2 separate regions of the Zea mays genome follow, and region 2 is linked to region 1. A link is a contact called in public Hi-C data. All regions are on one chromosome and are shown on one strand. The core of a region is the stretch at or near the end of the contact, and the rest is flanking DNA. Distances in the headings are between cores, read along the strand shown.

Region 1 (2,700 bases), core at 183-2,682:
TACAATCACAATGATAATGTGGTGGTAGATAAAAATGCATTCGAAAGAGCGCATAAAGGTCAGCACGCATGGCATTTAGATTCACACGTGAAAGAAAATAAATGATGTAAAGGTATAAGAGCAACTCCAACGGCTTATCTAAAAATACTAGCTAAATATAGAGTCTAGAGAGGACTATTTAAAATAGACAACTTGCTTATAAAGGATGGTGTACCAACAAACTTTTTATTTGACTCAAGGTTTTTGTTTTTCAACCAAAATGTTTTTGCCACCTCGGTCGTCTTGATCGAGAAGCGCGGGGCGAGAATGGACGGCGCTTTGCCCTCCACTGTCGTCGGTCCTTCATCTTCGCCGTTGGCGACTGCTGTGCAGGGGAACCGGGATCGGAAGCCCGAGAGGCTAGGCGTGACCAACATCGCCAGGTTGCGACAGGGAAGCACCACGAGCATCAAAAGCATCCCTCGAGGGTTGGTGTGGGTTGCGCCCTACTCGCCTCAGGCTTTTCGCGATCGTCAGCCTCCTGGGTTGCGCCCTGCTCGCCGCCTCCCTCGTTTGTCTGCGCTACACCAGAGATGGCTAGCTACGACAAGGCGATGCCGAGCGGAGTAAAGTAACGAGGTTGATACAGAGTCTGTTGGAAGCCGTATTCACGGGGTTTATGTTTATTTTACCGAGCACGAGATGTGTAGCTAGTTTGTTGGACTTGCTCTAAAACAGAAGTATTTTACTGTTCATATGGCAACATCATGTTCTGCAGGAATTTTTTAGAACGAAATGGCATGCCAAAATCCTTGCCAGGTCATCTGTATCCTGTTTTTTTTTCTCTCTCTTGCCAAAAGGACTCCGTGCGAGGGGCAACCGTTGTTTGGCAGGCTCGGCTGCCGCTGCTAGGCAAGTGGAGCACCGTACGTGCCGCCGATCCTGTGAGCAACGTTTATGGCGTCTCATCACGTGAGGGTTTGGTCGTAGCAAGGGCATGCAGTGGCCGAGGGCGTACCAAAATTAAAGTGTTGTTAAATACCTACGAAATAAAATTCACAATATAGTTTAAGAAAATTAAGAGTTATCCGTCATCATGATCATAATCTATTTACAACTAAATATTATATGACAACGTTTAATTTGTCATATTTTATTTATTATTAGTCGTTCGAATTTAAAAACTAATTTTAGATAAAAAATTATGCAAAATATGGTAATTTAGAAAGAGGCTAAAAGTTTTATACACAAATAAACTAATTTTAATATTTGTTCTTCCTCGGAGTACTGTCCGCATGTTTTACACCGAGATCATGGGCTTCCTGCTCTCCACCCGACCCACGTCGAGGTCAACGCGCAGCGACATGGGCCTCCCCGTTACTAGCAGAAGTAGCTGTTGACACTCGCATCAGATCAGACCCGCACAGCACGTCTCGTCTCATGTCTGCGCTGCACCGGGGACCGTTGGGACGGGCCTTCCCGTCGTCTAGCGCTTTCCGCTTCATGTCCCGTGTCATCCACATGTCCCAACCAAACAAAAAAAAACATAAAACGCTCGGTCTGTCTACGAACGGTTCCATCCATCCAGACCAGCAAGACACGACACGTCGCATGCCTGCCGCTCCCCTGTCGAGTCGTGAACGACAGCGATAACCACAATTTCTTAACCGACGAAGACGCTGGATCATGTAGGCCTCGCAGCGAAGAACTCCGGGGGCCGGGGCTCCTCGCCGATTTTTTTTTGTCCTTTATCGGAAAAAAAAAATTCACGTTTAAACCTTAAAAAATTTTAATGTTATTTTTGGACCTTTTACTCGGCGTCGTAGTCTATGACGCCGAGGTAACACAGCTCGGCGCCATAGGTTATGGTGCCAAGGTACGTGGTGCGTTGGCACAAACGGACGTCGTGGCGCCGACATGGTACCGAGCTCGTCGCCATAGATCTTGGCGCCGAGCTCTATTCTATACAGAAAACTTGTCTAGCTCAATTGGTAAAATACAAGGCTCTTAACCTTGTGGTTGTGGGTTCGAGCCCCACGATGGGCGTTTTTTAATACTTTTTGTCTTTGTCACTTATTTTTTTTGTCCATATTTTTCGTTTATGTCACTGATTTGTCCGTCCTGATTTATTTCTCATCCAATTTTATTTTTGTGACTGATTTGTTTATTCGTCTAGATTTTTTTTATCCGGCGAGCACAACAGCTGTATATGCATTAAATTCTAAAATATATCATCCATGAGACAAGTATATAATGGAGTATACTTTTATTTAGTGCAGAAGAAAAAAAATATGAATATGTGTGCTTCTTTTTACTGGGAATATGTTATTATGTATTTAAAATTTATGTTCAAAAGAACTCAATGAAAATATAATATTTTTATTTGATCACGATTGAAGTAAGAGTGTTCTCATTTGATTTTTATTGTGGTTAGCTGAGCAAACAAGGGGAGAAGTTGACGGCTTGTGAGCACTGTGACACACAGCTGCTGTGCTCGCCGGATAAAAAAATCTGGATGAATAAACAAATCAGTCACAAAAATAAAACTGGATGAGAAATAAATTAGGACATACAAATCAGCGACATAAACGAAAAATATGGACAACAAAAAACAAATAAGTGACAGACAAAAAGTATTAAAAACGCCCACCGTGGGGCTCGAACCCACGACCACAAGATTAAGAGCCTTGTATTTTACCAACTGAGCTAGACAAGTTTTCG
Region 2 (2,700 bases), core at 78-2,577, 180 kb after region 1:
GTTTTTAAAAAATGTTTTTATTATTATATGACATACAGATAGAATCTGGGATCCAAATTAAACTATCAGCCAAACCGTTTTACAAAGTGGTTCTAATTCATTACCAGAAATATTTCTTGAAAGAATCTATATCCAAAACATTTCTACGTGATTCTGGATCTTTATCGATAACACGCTCAGTACAGATCGATCCAAATTATCTCATAGATGTTTCAAATCCAAATTCTCGTTAGAGATGTCTATTGGAGGAAACAAATTTTCTTAGCTAAAATTGGTGCCATTTGGCTATGATCAATCCAAATCTCCTAGAAATAAACTGTAATAATTGTAAAGCACCTATTTAGGTGATTGTTCTTTCTTAGTTCAAAACATAAAAAACGTCTATGGACGTTCGACAAAGAACTACTTAAAAGAAAACAACGCTTTGGCCGATTTTTTTCAACCAAATGCCCCCTAGCTGTTGTGCTATTGATTCTTGGAAGCACATGGAAGTTATCTATTATTACTCACTAGGGTTGAAAAATAAGCTCGAGTCCTGCGAGTCAGCTCAAACTGGAAGTTGCTTGTGAGTTTCGAGCGGGCCAAGCTAAGCTAATTTTCTAATTCGTGCGTCGCTTTATATTGTGTCAGTCCAAGGGTAGTCGCTGTGTCACCCGTTATGCCTAAATTTGAGGCACACCACGACCCGACCATTTCGGCAGTGCCAACTTGGTCTATTTTTTCGTGTCAGGTCGTGCTTTAAACTCATAATTTAGGTCCGTGTCTATGCAACCCCAAATGATCTGGTCCAAACTTTTAAGTCTAGTTGCAAGAAAACAAAATCAACAAAAAACATTTTTTATTAGGTTAATATCTATAAACTACAATAAAAAGGTTCTTTTTCTTTGGTGGGACGAGGGCTATAAAGAGTTGCCAAACAAAACGACGCCGGTCACAAGAGATGTATTTATTTATTAGTCCCAAATAGGAAAATATTTATAGTTGCAACACATAAATCGATGCCAAAGCATGAAATCAGGAATAAAACTAATATTTTTTGTTACACGCATACTATTCCGGTCTTATTGTTACAGGTGCGAGTTAAATACATTAAAAAATTCTTACAGATGAATTAGTATACATGCTTGTATAATATACAGATGCATTAGTATACATGTTTGTATAATATCTCCAAGCATGACCAGTATACCAGCTGTCCACAATGACCAGTATAGCAGCCGGAGAACCAAAGACTGACCTGTGGCTACGGCCCCTCACTCAGGAAAACAAGTGGGCCCAAGAAGTCAGCGAGTAATAGGGTCGCGAGCTACCGTTCCATTCCGTTCCCATCTCGCCCGTCTCCCGTCGCGTCACCGTCACGTCCCCCGAGTCCAAATTTCTAAAGCACTCCCAGTACTGGTCTCTCTCCTCGCCTCTCCTCTTGTCGTCCTCTGCTCCTCCGCGGCGTTGCTGCTTCCTCGCCACGCCATACCTGCGCGAACCCCTCCCAATCCGATCCCCTCTCGTCTTCGTTTCCTTCCCCTCGCCGGACTCCGTCTTTCGCCCTAGTATGGAAGAGAGCTGAGGCTGTTCGGTGCCCACGTCGGGAGTTAGGGCCGGAGGTGTGGCCGATCGGCGGGGACGGAGTGAGTGTAATGAGCGGGCCACAGGAGCGTAACATGAGGGATCTGTACAATCGCACTCGCCACAAAGATTTTCCGGCTCTAGAGGTGCGTCGAGCCGCATCCACCACGGTGCTGTGGCGTACGCGTTGTTGTTGGGGCCTTGTGGTAGTTGTTAGTTTCCCCAATAGGATGAGATGTGCTGTGTTAGGAGTTCGTGGATTCGAAGGTTTGCAAACGACGCATGCTGGCGTACTTATGATTCAGGTTTCCTTATGCTTTCTGAGGATACACGATTTTACCAGGAGACGAATCGAAATTCATCGAATATATACACCAGTTTCGGTTTGATTTGAGTTTCTCTTTTGAGTATATCAATTCCGCTGAATCGAATTTCGGTCTTCAACTGATTTTTAATGTATTACAGCCGATGCTGCAGTTCGGTTTGGTGATTGATGCGTATTGTTTCTGCTGTGTAGGAATCAGCCGAAGGGCGCAGCGGAGGACGCCCGTCGGGATCGGAGCAACGGGAACTCGCCTCTAAGATGGAGGTGAGCATTGGAGGCATGAGTATTTCCCTGCATATGCATGGGAATATTTTGGTCCTTGATTTTCGTTAGAATATACTTGCTGCCCTTTGATCATCTGATGCTCAGAAGTGATTTCCTTTTAGATTGTTCCTCTTCACTTGTATGCTTGTATACTCAGACGCCTCCAGTTTAGTGGCGGCGAGTGTGATTCCGATGCTGTAGGAAAAGAATATATCACCACCATTTCTGCATCTCCTTTTTTTGTATTAGCTATTGTTACTTTGCAAGTGGAAGCTTCTTTAATGATCATTCATTACATTTTTCTTTGTTATGGTATTATGACACATTGATGTTTTTCAAGTAAACCTAACACGTTCTAAATTGTTCACAAGACATTCTTGTTGTCATGTGTAGATTTTTGGTTGAACAGTCCACCATTGTCTAAATCTGAAGTCATTATTGTCTATCTTGATATATCTTATTTAATATAGCTTATATAGTTTTAGGACAGCACACCAATTAGAAGGAAGTGCCCTGTAATGGTCAAACCCTAGAGACACTTATTGGTA

Evidence for each region. Hi-C and Micro-C count contacts between places; a contact is called where the count stands out from the background.
Region 2: a contact with region 1 is called in a Hi-C map of ear, with 3 times the contacts expected there. The contact joins the promoter of LOC103638903 here to the enhancer-like site in region 1. A contact is called at or near these places in 2 of 25 Hi-C or Micro-C datasets (ear and leaf).

What each region holds. Positions count from the first base shown.
Region 1 is chr9:118,176,914-118,179,613 of Zm-B73-REFERENCE-NAM-5.0, forward strand. No RefSeq gene overlaps it. Among protein-coding and RNA genes, the nearest start is that of LOC100192715, 59 kb to the right of the region's middle. Within about 2 kb of position 1,433, at least 17 of the 20 cell types and tissues checked have an H3K27ac peak or open chromatin away from gene starts, as enhancers often do. A contact at or near this core is called in ear and leaf, where this site is marked.
Region 2 is chr9:118,355,159-118,357,858 of Zm-B73-REFERENCE-NAM-5.0, forward strand. It overlaps LOC103638903 (RING/FYVE/PHD zinc finger superfamily protein), which reads left to right and starts at 1,328. Exons shown (of 11, transcript XM_008661696.3): 1 at 1,328-1,709; 2 at 2,081-2,152. The coding sequence starts at 1,635.